Linked DNA regions of Columba livia: region 2 is linked to region 1. A link is a contact called in public Hi-C data. All regions are on one chromosome and are shown on one strand. The core of a region is the stretch at or near the end of the contact, and the rest is flanking DNA. Distances in the headings are between cores, read along the strand shown. Region 1 holds the start of CHST14 (carbohydrate sulfotransferase 14). Region 2 holds the start of DNAJC17 (DnaJ heat shock protein family (Hsp40) member C17).

What was found. A called contact is a pair of places that touch in the nucleus more often than the background predicts.
Region 2: a Hi-C map of crop shows a contact between it and region 1, with 1.9 times the contacts expected there. The contact joins the promoter of DNAJC17 here to the promoter of CHST14 in region 1. A contact is called at or near these places in 2 of 2 Hi-C or Micro-C datasets (crop and liver).

The regions. Positions count from the first base shown.
Region 1 is chr5:68,364,865-68,371,869 of bColLiv1.pat.W.v2, reverse strand. It overlaps CHST14 (carbohydrate sulfotransferase 14), which reads right to left and starts at 4,779. Exons shown (of 1, transcript XM_005516055.3): 1 at 2,567-4,779. The coding sequence starts at 4,680. The coding sequence ends at 3,592.
Region 2 is chr5:68,492,731-68,498,999 of bColLiv1.pat.W.v2, reverse strand. It overlaps DNAJC17 (DnaJ heat shock protein family (Hsp40) member C17), which reads left to right and starts at 2,132. Exons shown (of 12, transcript XR_010473193.1): 1 at 2,132-2,310; 2 at 3,694-3,763; 3 at 4,906-4,964; 4 at 6,161-6,248. It overlaps LOC102088074 (SITS-binding protein-like), which reads left to right. Exons shown (of 13, transcript XM_065065664.1): 13 at 190-662. The coding sequence ends at 363.

The DNA.
Region 1 (7,005 bases), core at 3,530-6,029:
ACAAATGCATGCTTGCGTAAATAAGAAATTATTTGTGATTTCATCCGAAACAGTGAGTTACAACAATTTAGGAAGCTGGTAACGTAACCGGCTGTGGAAAATGCTGCTCACTTGCTGTTGGGACCTTTTTCCTTTTGGCAAAGTGAGATGTCGGGGGACAGGAGGGACACGGGGGACCAGGTGCCGCACAGCAATGGACAGTCATCCTCTGATGCTGGGTCATTACAGCCCCGAGAAAAAGGATTTCATGCCCCTGTCCTCTCTCCACACATTGTTAACACAACACAATAAACTACAGCAATGCATTCCTGCCCGTTGGCAGCAGCCCGGACGGACCGCGGACAACACTCACCTGCAGATCAGCCGCATCGCCCGGTGTCTGCCAGCACTGAATCGGGGAACTTGACCTTACCAGAGACTTTTCACCGCCAGATTCATCAGGCCTTGCCTTCCTAAACAAGAGATTAAAGCATCTGTATAACACCTTGCAAGTTTCCTCGCAATTAGCAGCCAATTAGCGGCTCTGGGTGTCTCGGGCGCCGATTGACGGGCAGCGAAGCCGTCAGTCCCGGCTCATCGGCTCATCGCCAGCACTCACAAAGCGCTCGATTCCCCCTGCAGCACCACGTTAAAGCCACGGGGCCGGAGCAATGGGAGGATGCGGGGAAAGAAACGATCCTCTCAGCTTTGGTGGGGAGGGATTGGCAGGTCCAGGAGTCACCGTGGCACAGAATAAACCCCCACCCACATACATTACAAAACTAATGAATACATAAAATGCTTCTTTGTGTTTGTGTTGAGGCAAGAAGACTAAGAAGGGACTAATGGCAAATTAAAATAAAATAACATTGCGGTAATTTAGAGGGAATTGGGAGCTGTCCATCTAACGAGGTGGAATTTGACTCCCCACACCCTGGCATGCTTCCGCAGGGATTTATCGACACCAAACCAGAAAAAACAAATGGAAGAAATGCAGTGACAAAACCTCACGTTGATTATTTGGGGGAGTTTTGAGCATTCAAGTGATAAAATGTAATAATGAAAAAGTTAAAAGGTCACCTTTTTATCCTGCTGGGTCACTGCAACCGAAAGGCGGAGAAAGGAGCTGCCGAGCTGGAACAGACCAGAGAGCAGAAACGTTCAACAGTTTGGTTAAACTGCACAGCTGATAACTCCGTGTTTGCTCCCCGGTTTGTCCTCGGGCTGCCCCGACCCCCGGCCCGCAGGGACCCGCTGCCAGCCCCGCAATTCACTCCTCATTATCCCACACCAGAGAAATAGCCGACGAAAGGAAGAGCCAACCCACCTGCCGAGGGACGCGGCTCCCTTCCCTTCCCTTCCCTTCCCTTCCCTTCCCTTCCCTTCCCTTCCCTTCCCTTCCCTTCCCTTCCCTTCCCTTCCCTTCCCTTCCCTTCCCTTCCCTTCCCTTCCCTTCCCTTCCCTTCCCTTCCCTTAATTCCCCTTCCTCCTCGGCAATCCTTTTTGGCCATGGCTAAAATGAAGCACCGCTAATGGAAACCTGATGGATTTTTCCCGTTTGCTGACTTGCAGCAAAGGAAACCAAAGGCAGCCCGTAGCCTCGACACAAGGTTTAGAGGTACGAGACACAACGCCTCTCGCTTCAGCTTTCGGGGGCTTTGCCACACTTGCTCATTTTTGACAAGTATGGGACAAACTTCTGCCCAAGCGAAAAGGGTTTGCGGGTTTTGCCTGCATCAAAGCCTCCTTACGGGAGGGTCCAAGCAGGTGGGAGGCTCTCTGCTTATATTTAAAGAGAAAAAGGTGATCAACGCTATCCAGGAAAGGAGCAAGAGACAGCCAAAGAAAAGCAAAATCCTTCTGTGTGCAATAAACTGGGTTCAAGAGACGAGAGACAGAAGGTTTAATAGAGAGAACAGAAGCTGCAGCAGATAAACAAACAAGCGGCACAAACCCCTAAAACTACTGCAAAATAAACATTTAATTAAAAACCCAGTCACTAAACAAGCAGGAGCCATTCCCTCAGCCTCGCAGCAGCAAAGGCAGTAAAATCGAACCAGCTTAGTCCTAGTTACAGAGACCTGAAGGTCAGGATTAATTAAAACTCAGCCCACCCACCATCGGCATCTGTTTCACGGAATGAAATCAGATTCCCAGCTGGCGTCTGGTGCCTTTGCTGGGGACAGGACATCTCCAGCCCCTCCAGCACCGGGCACCAAGCGTTCCAGACAGACAGAACTTGGGCAGGTTTCAGCCGGGGCGCAAGGAGAGCAAAGCCAGATTGGAACCCGTTTTGTGCGGGGCAGGTGGCTGCGGAGGTGAGGGCACAGCCGGCAGCTGCCTTGTACCAATTCCACAGGAATTCGGCACCTATTTTGCTGCCAAATCCTATTGCCCGCGTTGCGCAATCATCTGGAACACATTTCTTTCTCCACTTGTTACCGCTGCTCCAGCACCTAAATCACAAATTATCCGGGGCGGGAACTGCCTGTTTGGCACAGATTTATGCCAGGATTTGGCACGAGGGCGGAAGGCCCTTCCGAGAACACAGACACTAATAGCAAAGGAAGAGCACTAAGCAACAGACTCATTCCTATAAAAACTTTATTAGAAAAGAGGGCGCAGCCTCCCAGGAACGACATTATACATTATCTCCCCAACTTCTGCCATTGAACCGTCATAATTAAATAGGAGCAGCTATAAAAACAGTGTGTACATCTATAAAAGAAGGAGTAATCCCCACACCGCCACTGTGTGTTCCCAGGGCGGTTTGCGGGGTCACCCCCCAGGCTGTGAGCTTTGCTCTTCGCTTTCTGCCCTAAGAAGCAGGGCACTTCTTCATCTCGGCAGAACTCCGCACTGCTTTAATTCAGAGAGACAGAAAAGAGCAAGTTGTTATGGCTTGATATTGCATCTGATACCTAATGCTGGGTAAATAGCTGGTACTTTCAAACCTTAAAATCACACAAAAGTATTTTCGCTAGTGTTATTTCAACGGTAAATAATAATAATTCATAATAATATAATAATGAAAACCCAGAGGTACTAATACTGTCACAGAAAAGAGACCAGCCTCATCTAACTAGCACCTACAGATGAGAAAATAGAGGATAAATAGGGCCTAATTTATAAAAGCCTTTTCTCTAATTATACCTGAAAAACTACCCTGTCTAATGTAGGACCGGTTTTAACAGTGCTAATTTTTAGCACATCAGCCTCTACATTAAATCATAATTGCGATTCAGCTGCATACTATGTAGTGCAAAACACACAAAAAAAGCAGAAAAATATTTAAAATATACCCACTTCTCAATTTCCTTACAGATGTTTTCCATACCGTGCCATAAAAAAGCATTTAAAGCAAAATAGATATACAAAAGCTCTTGTGCTGAGGTCAGCGGCATATGTACACATTAAAATCGGGACTACAAAAAGTATCCTAGTAGCAAAGGCAATATATAATATCTTATATAAAGAGTGTTCGGAAAGTATAAACTCTGAGCTAATGCACAGCCGAGCGTGTCCCACGGGCCGGGCGGCAGCGTGTGCCGCACAGTGACGGCTGCGCTGGCAAACCTGGCGGAGCCCGCGCCCGACGCCGCCCCCAGCAGCTCATTGCCGGCAGAACTCGCTGGTGATGTTGGGGAGCGGGTAGGCGAAGAGGGAGAAATCCAGGATGTATTTGAGCAGCAGCTCCTTGATGAGGCGGCGCTGGGTGTTGCACAGGTAGTAGTGCAGCGTCTCGGCCGTCACCGGGTTGTACCAGGGCTGGCGCGCGGGGAAGCGGACGAAGGACGGCGAGCGCACCCGCTCCAGGACGTAGTTGGCGTCGGCGTTGAGGCGCTCGTAGGAGCCGATGAAGTCGTAGCGGACGGCGCAGGGCTGGCACAGGTTGTAGATGGGCATCCAGTGCTCGTTCATCCTCTCCACCTCCTCGTCCAGCAGGTACCGCAGGAACTCGGAGAAGGTCACGTCGTCGCCGGCCGAATTCCCCCCGTTCTTGCGGTAGCGCCTGACGATCTCCACCCCGTACCTCTGCTGGTACTCCTTGATCTCCCCAAATTTATTCCTGTAGGCCGACAGCAGCCTCTCCATGGGGTTCCGCACGAAGATGAACTTGTAGTAGTTCTTCAGGCGGTAGCTGATCTCCTCCGGCTTCATGTCCCCCAGGAACACCAAGTCGCTCTTGTGGTCCATCTTCAGCTTGACGTCCACGCTCTCCAGCGCCCCGTCCAGCACCTTGAGGATGCGTTTCCAGTTGGAGCAGGCCACCTTGGGCACGTAGCAGTACAAGAAGCGGTGCTTGTCGCTCACCAGGAGGTGCCGCAGCACCGTGCGCCGCTGCCCGGCCGGCAGCTCCCAGACGCTGCGGGGCATGGCCGGCTGCCCGCACAGCCCCCGCAGCGTCCGGTTGCGGACGTCCCGCAGCACCTCGGCCTCCAGCTCCCCGGGGGGCTCCGCATCCCCGCCCCGCCGCGCCGGCTCCCCCGCCGCGGGCTGCAGCGGCTTCACCTCGGCCAGGATGCCCTTCTCGATCATGAGCAGCAGCCCGCTGGAGGCCAGGATCACGGCGAACATCAGCATGGAGGGCAGCAGCGCCGCCCCGCCGCCCCGCGCCCGTGCCCGCCGGCGCCCACCGGCGGCCGCTCGGCGGGACTCGTCCCGCCGGGGCTCGGCGGGGAGCGGCGCCCGGGGGAACATGGCCGGGGGCGGCTCAGCCGCCGCGCCGCACGCCCGGGGGAGCTCGGCGGCTCCCGGCGCCGGGCGGCGGCCACGGAGGCGGAAGGGAGGCGGAGCGGCCGCCGGTAGTGACGGGAGCGGCGGCGGCACCGCCCCGCAGCCGGGTCCCTGCCGGGATGGAGCTTCCCCCGCCCCGCCGCCGGGTCCCTGCCGGGATGGAGCTTCCCCCGCCCCGCCGCCGGGTCCCTGCCGGGACGGGGCCGGTGGAGCTTCCCCCGCCCCGCCGCCGGGTCCCTGCCGGGATGGGCGGGTGGAGCCGCCCCCGCCCCGTCCAGCGCTGCGGTACCGGGGGTCGGTACCCGCCCGGCATCCCGCCCGTAACGGGCTGGGTAACACAACACGCTTCCCTTTCCCCAAAATACTTCTAAACTGTAAGTTAAAATCAAACCCTCCGGCGCTTACTGAGTCACAGCAGCACAGTTTGTAGCCCGGTGCTTCCCAGCTCGGCTTTAGCCCTTCGGTGGCTCTGTGCAGTGGCACAGCCTTTAATTAGGTGGCTGTAGCGGTTTTGGTAATATGAGGCCAAACTGGCCTTAATTAGCAGTTGTGCCACACTTAATTATTGCACTGCATAGAGGAGAAGGAGATGGGATTACCTGGTGAGCCCTCCACAGTGCCACCACCTGACAGCCAGAGGACACGATTCACTAAAACTTTGTAGGTATTTCCCCCAATCTGACGCTCTCCTAACGCCACCTAAGGAGCCGCTTAACCCCAAGGCTTTGTCCTAAGTAGCACAAAGCTGTGACCAGCAGCTTGTCATCCAGGCAGCCCGAGAGCCGGAGCACTCAGCCAGCCCTAAGGATGCTGTTTGCACATCCAGCGCTTTCCGCAGCACGAATCATTTCATACTGGCATTGTTCTGCATATTTTCCTTCAGCGCGCTCTCAGAACGTACCGCAGGGCCTGTGCGTCTTAACTAGTCTTGCAGGGACTCTCTCTGTCAAAAGCTTTCTTAACATCAAGAGAAAAAACAGCTTCCACTTAGTTTTCTTTGATCAAAAGCCAAGAGCGTTTTGTCAGCCAAGGCAGACAAAGCGTTTGTAGTGAAGTGCAAGAGCCTGGAGCTAGATTCTTTTACATTTTACCGGTTTATTTTGATGTAAATATAGCGTTAGCTCTAGGAAGAGGTGGTATATGTGCCCTGCCACCCGCAGCACCGCTGTAGATCTGCACACTCTGCAGCATTGCCAGATTCCTGCTCTGATTTCAGAGGGCAGGTCCAAGGATCTGCTCTTGATCTCAACACCAGCGTGAACTGTGGCTGCACCAACACATACAACCCGTGGCATGGAGAGGGGAATATATCGTATCATGGCCTGCACTGAAGCTGCACATTTCGTCCATAGGAATCCTGAGGTCCCTATAAATGGTGCAGAAGAGACACCCCCACCATTCACAACCCCAAGTGACAATAAATTGCAGCCGTGGGCATCCACAGCTCCCGGGACAGGCCCTGTCCGTGGAGGTGCTTTGCCACATCTCCATCGCCCTGGGCTGGAGCAGCCTCCTCCCCACAGTTGCTTCTCACAGGTATACAAGGCAACTCGCAGCACATTTAAAGACACTTTGAGATCCCAGCGTTTGCCTGCAGAGCACCGGAGCAGCAGCAAACCTCCCTCCCCAGGCAACCACCAGCTGCTGCCAAACAGCCCTCCAGCCATTTTCCTCACTGCTAATTCACACGAGCAGGAAAAGGACATTAAAATGCATCACTATTATATGCATTACAATATTATATGCGTTACCTTGAGCTGGTCTCCCAGCATCATTTGCGCAGGGCATACCTGGGTTTAAAGCAGGCTGCAGAATTCAGCCCTGGCCGTCAGAAATGGTGGCTTAACAGGGAAAGTGGGGCTGGAAGGACAGAGGGACAGCCCTGTCCTTGCGGCTGGGGGCGAGGCTGGACGCCGGTGGCCACCACAAGTACCGCACACGCCCTGCCAAGGCTCTGCCGGCCCTGCGGGTAAGATCACATATTAATTTTGGTCCAAGAAACCACAAAAACAGAAGAGTGCATGAGGCCCCCTTGAAAAACTCAGTGAAAGAAAGGAGGTGAAGAACAACAGTCTGTGCTGACGCCAACTTCCAAACAAGCAGCGCGGAGCGACAGGACCGCGGCTCCTGCAGCGGCAAACGAGCCCCTCGGAGCGGCCTGAGCGGCTCCAGATCCAGCAGTAAAGCAAGCAAAGGAAGAAGAGACCTGATGACTGCATGTCCAGAGATTGTCCAGGAGTTACTGTAACAGCCTCTTAACCGAGGGAATAAGCACAGGAGCCGTTTCAC
Region 2 (6,269 bases), core at 883-3,382, 130 kb before region 1:
GGGGACAAATATCTGCACTCTCTCTTTGCATCCTCCGTGAGCTCGTATGGAAGGTGTGTGAAAGCAAAGCGCTGGTGGGGCCATCAGCTCCTTCAGCTTTGCAATTTATTCACAATGAAAAGTCAACAAGACTATTTTGTTTTTGTTTTGATATATACATTTATTTATTTATTGATGTATTTCCTGCAGGTGCTGGTTGCCCCGATAACAGAGAAGGGGCAGAGGTGGCGAGACATCTACCTGCCAGGCGCAGGGCAGGTGTGGACGGACGCCCGCACCGCGCGCGCGTTCCACGGCGGCACCGTCCTCAGGAATTACTCCGCCGGCCTCGCCGAGGTGCCGTTTTTCGTGAGGACCTCCTGAAGTCACAGACTGGCCGGGATGCGCTCGCTCGTCCTTGAGACTATTTCAGCCTATTTGCACTTTTCTACGAACCCTTTTTTATTATTTCAGCAGAAATTGTTTGCCTCTTTTGTTATTCATTGTTATTCTAAAATAGCGGAAATACAGCTTTGGCACAACCGTACACCCACGCGGAACGCTGTCCTATACCTTTCCTGGGTTCTCCTGGTGAAATGTTTGTGTTCTTCAAGATGTCTCCCATCAGTGACCCCAAAAGACGGGTGTCTCAATAACATTTCCAATTAAACATTTGTATCTTTTCCCCGGGTCAGGGCCTGCTGGCTATCTATTTAACTCCCTATGTAGCAGAGGTGTAAACTCCATAGTAAGCCAGAAGCCGTTCTGAGGGTATGATCTTATTGCTAATTACCTCTGGTGATGCTTTATGAGAATGTGGGCATTTCAGTCACTGCCTGTGCTTTATCACAGCTGCTGTGGTGCTGCCGAGCCTCCCTGGGGACAGCCACGGCTCCTCCAGCTGTGCCACACAGCTGGATCTGGAAGCCTCTCTCCGAGGTCCCTCTTGCTGCGTTCCCATTTCCAGGTTCTTCTTGCTCATCTCTCGTTTGCTGCTCGTCAAGATAAATGATATGAAGGCTCTGGGTCTCCACCCCCTGGGACAGAACTGCTGGAATACCGGAATAAAGGTTGGTGGAAACAATTGCTTGCCCTGTATCTTGGGTTAAGGGGACAGAAATTATTCTGTGGTGTTCCCTCCTTGTTTACAGCTATGGAAAAAACGAAGCTATCCTAAATGAAGAGCTGGATACACCAGGAGGGTGGGAGCGCTTCTCCCCCGAGCTGTGGGCTGAGCAGCCCCGGTGCTGGGCTAGCCCTGCGCTCCAGGACCACAAAGGCCATTTCCACCCTAAATGATTCAATTATTGTGTATGTAGGAAACAATTATTTTGCAAATATAATAGGCCCAGGCAGGATCTCTTGGCAAAGCATATTTTAATAACGATTTTGCAAGACCGGGTGTTATACCTAAAGGTAGGCACACCTATTAGGGCAGAAAGCCCCTGCTTATATCTCCCCAAAATCCCGGCCACCGTTTCCCTCCCCTGTTCCCCATTGGTTGGGTACTTCAGGGTTTACAGACTATCCCGGTGCACACAATACCCTTCCCCTTATCAATCTGTTTAAGATATGGATTCCTGGTACTCTGGCTACACTTCCCCCTAAATTAACTTATCAATACCGGTATCAGTATGTATGCAGGTGTCAGTACACATTCCGGGAAGAGACTGTGTATTACATGAAGAATTCATAGTCCGATGTCTCTCGGTCCTTCCCCCCTGCTGCGGTCAGGCGCCAGGTCCTCACTCATGTGAAAACAACAGTTCTTCGTTAAATGTTCCTACCATGTGTTTAGGACATCTCGCAGCGCCCCGGCCGGGCCCTGCTGCGGCCTCCTCAGGACCCGGCTGCCCGGGGCGCACAGCCGCCTCCCCGCGCCCCGAGCACCGGAACGTTTGCTCCGGAGCGTTTGTTCTCACACCGACACGAATCTGGACAAAAACACCCCAAAACTGCGCCGAGCGCACCCCCCGCTCCCCGGCACCGCTCCGGCCGCGGCGGCGCAGAGCCCGACGGGAGTTGTAGTGCCTCGGCGGCCCGGCGCCTCTTGCGGCTGCCGCCAGAAAACTACATCTCCCAGCAAACACCGCGCCGCGCCACGCCCGCTGGCAGCGGCCCCTGCGGCAGGAAGCGCGGTGCACCATGGTACTTGTAGTCCAGCTGCCGGCGCTGCCGCCGTGGCGGCAGCCGGCAGAAACTCCATTTCCCGGCAGGCAGCGCGGCAGGGCCGGGGCGCCGGGCAGGGCCGCCATGGCGGTGGATAAGGATGTGCTGGAGCTGGACCTGTATGGCCTGCTGGGCATCGGCGAGAAAGCGTCGGAGAAGGAGGTGAGGGCCGGGGGGAGGTCATACCGGGGGCCCCCCCTCTCTCCCCGCTCTGGGCGTCTCCGCCCCCGCCTTCCCCTCAGTGCCGGGCAGGAGGCGGCTGGGCCGCGGCTCCGTGTTGCTGCTCCCTGGATACTGAGCTGAGCGATCGTTTCTCTCGCTGTGTTTGTTGTGTCCCCCCAGAGGGAAAGCTCCTCCTGCGCTTCCCAAAAATCCGATTGGTAGAGGTTGGTCCGGGTACTGTAGGTTCCCATAAGTCATTCTGTTAATTTTGTGAGTTTGGAATGATATATTTCCATTTTTTCTTTATAATTCAATTGGTAAGTCAATGCTGAGCACAAGACTTGAGAAGCTGAGCAGGGAAGGCGACCTTTTCGAGGGAAGTAATGCTTTGGGGCGAGCTATTAGTAACTGAACAGGGTTAAACTTGGCAGGAAGACTTTGATTTTCCTCCTTAGGCTTTCTCTTCGTTGGGTTTGGGTTTGGGTTTTGTTTCTTTCCTCTTCAGCACTAAAGCGCAGCAGCAGCTCAACAGGGTAAAGCTCGGCAGATGCAGTCTGGGCCTAACCGGTAAATATGTCTCAGGCTGCCTGGAAATCCCATGTGCATGAAGCACAAAATGGGAACGAGCCGAACGCAACACACAGGATTGAAAGAGAGGAAAGATTTCGAGTCACTGCTGAGCCCGTCACCGGGGGAAAAGGAGGAGAAAATGACAAACCGGGATGTTAAGAGGTGACTTCCCAGCACGGTGCCCACCAGGTGGTGCCAGGACACCGCTCATTCCCCTCATTTTGGCAGCAGCACAGCAGTTTTTCTTCCTCTTCTTTCTTGCACGGTTTCCCCAACAAAGGGAACTCGGATTGTTAGAAGTGACGTAGTTCAGAAAGCTGTCAATGTTTCTGTGAAGTGTAGAAGAGATTAAGCGGTCTTTGGTCATAATTTCTTCACCTTGCCAACGTCAGTTGCTGCGTGGTAAATGGTGCCTTCTCCGTGCCGAAGTTCCGCCTGCGAAGGGCAGGTCACCCCTCTGCCCGAAAGCTCCTGGCCGAGCCAGCCGTGTGGGATGCTGAGGTGTGACGGCTGTAGCACAGCGCACCCCAAAGCCAAACCTCTGGCTTGGAGCAGCTGTCAGCGCTCCAGAAATGGTCCGTGTGTTCTGTCAGGCTTGGGGGAGATCCAGTCCTGCGCAGGAGTGTGGCTTTAACCAAAACCACCTACTTACGGTAGGAAGGTGTCTTTTAAGTTAGACAAAAACAACAACAAAGAAACCCTCTGAACAGTCATTTTTTGTTTCTGCAGCGTTGGTGCCTTGTTTCTGTTTCTATCCCGAGCTGCTTTTCTCCGCACAGCACCCGGCAGTGACACCCGCTTGTGGTCTTGCAGGTGAAGAAGGCGTACCGGCAGAAGGCCCTGACATGTCACCCCGACAAGAACCCGGACAACCCCCGAGCAGGTGAGGTGGCGCTGTGCACACACAAACAACCCTGTTTGCTTTCACACGCGCAGGCTCCTGGCGGCGGCTCCGCTTAACTCCACGCTGTCTGCGTGTCATTAGGTAAAGTGTATGTCATGGCAAGGATCCACGTGCAGGACTAAGGGCTATTTTCATCATGGTTAGAGAGCTCTGGGGTTTAGGGTTGAATGCACACGTGTTGGGTTTAGAAACGCCTGTGTTAAGTCAGTGCTGAAGTTTTATTTGCGCCTCTCAGAATCTTCCCACGTGGCAGTTGAATCCCAGACCTTTGACCGTGCTGTCCCCAGTGTTTAGTGGCTGCTCGGTGTTTTAATTCATACCTCTCAACAGTCAAAACTCCAATAGCAAGTTTATAAATCATATTACGTATGGATAATGCTGCTTTTTGTCTGTTAGAGACAAGGCCCTGGCCCTGCGGAGCCGAGCGTACCCGCCCTGTTCGCACTGGCCCTGCAGCTGCTCCGGTTCGGTTCTGTAGCTCCAGGGAGCGCTGAACAGCAGTGGGAGCTAGGAGGAAATTAAAAATACTGTATCTTGTGTTTTCCAGTTTGATAGGCTACAGTTTTATAGACTGGAAATGTATAACTCTAGTGCAGAGGAGAATTTTCCACCAGAAAAAAAATATTTTGGCAGGAATAAGAGGCAAACTGGGGCTTTGGTGTGTGCGGGAGGTTAGAGGCGATCTGGAGCATGTGGGGAGGCCTCTGGCTGAAACGTGTAACCTTCCAGGAAGAGGGTCGGTAATACCGACGTAAAGTGCAACGTTTGAATCTCAGGCTGAGAAGCTGCTGGTCCACAGGGGAGCGCCTGTCGGTAACCGTGTGTTGCAGCCCGAGTGATACGTTTCTGTACACGGCTTCTCTTGAATTCACATTTTCAGGATTTCTGTTCAAACGAAGTGGTCTCAGTTTTTGTTTCTTAATTTACACTGAAGCTGATGTAACACATGTCCTTTGGGCTGAGGTGATCCTGGCGGTGGGTCGCTTTCCAAGTGCTTTGGGAAGATTATTGTTCTCTCTGCTGTCCCGCAGGTCTCTTCCATGAGGATTGTGTTTGCTGGCTCGTCCCCAGGCTGCGCGCGTGGTTCTCTGCATCTCACCCTCTTTTCTTGTAATCCCCAGCGGAAGTTTTCCACCAGCTGTCCCAGGCCCTGGCCGTGCTGACGGACGCGGCAGCGAGGGTGAGGATGCTGGGGGCTGGGGGGCGGTGTTGGAAGTTCACTTCCCCCGTCCTGTTCTCTTCTGCGGCTGAGCCTTCCCGAACACAGCTCTGATCTGTTAGCCCCTGTAGCTGTCCATGAGGTCAAATAGCAGGTACCGGATAGGAACTCGGACAAATGTTATTTTTCTGGCAGTAGCTCTGTCCATGTGCTGTGCGGGTGAGATACTGTCTTTAATAACGTGTTAGACATGGATATATCCCGTTAAAAAAAATAAATAAGCACCGCTGCTTTGGGGGTACGTTACACTCCCACGGCAGCGGTGCATTTGCTGTTCCCTTGAAGTCAAGGTCTGACAAACAATATCTCAAAGCGTTTCCTGCCGCGGTGCACGGGAGACCTGTGAGCGGAAGAGCTGAATCACAGTGGCGATCTCTGTGCTGCTGCCGGAGCCCCGCAGGCCGCAGCTCCCCGTGCCGCGAGGAGCTCGGGCCTGGAAGTACCTGCACGTGACGCGGGAGGGGAGAGGATAAAAACAACTTAAAAATGAGCAGATAACTCTAGCCAGCTAAACAACACGAGCAGTGCTTCCCCGCACAACTGCTGTGCGGGTAATGCTTCAGCGTGTGTGCTGCTCTGTGTGTTACCTACCACAGGAATGCTCTCAGAAGGTTGATGAGCAGATTATGAACTGGTTTGAACAGGTGCCAGTGAAAATGCCCGTTTTCCCCAGTTCATAAGTCTCTGTAGTGCTGAGTGTTATTGCTGCTATTAGTGCTGGTGCTCTTTGATCTGATATGTTCGTGTGAGTCAAACATCTGTCTTGTGAATAAATCTTTCATATAAAACGCAACTTTTTAGTTGTAAAACTTCGCTCGAACCAAACCTGGTCTGTTAGCAGTACCCCTGAAGCTACTTTTGACATGTTGAGGAAACCAAAATAGTCCCCGGGTTCTGCAGGTGGTCAGAGTTTCTCTCCAGTACGCTTCGCGCTTCCTCGCCCTTTGGGGCTCCATCTGGAGGTCTTTGGGCCTCGTGTTTTCAGGATACCTGTGTTAACTTCCAACGCTTTTAGGAGGAACGCGCTAGCAAGAGGCAGAAAATGTTTCACCTCTGCTTAAGGCGTTTCAGTGTACGATCTTGCTTTTATTCGCTGCTTTCTATCTTATGTCTTCTGCTTTACGTGGTTTCTCACTGTCGTGTCGGTTCTTTGGCAGGCGGCGTATGACAGAGTGAGGAAGGCGAAGCAGCAAGCTGCAGAAAGGACGCGGAAACTCGATGAGAAGCGAAAGAAAGTAAAGCTTGGTAATAAAATCAAAGCTTCGT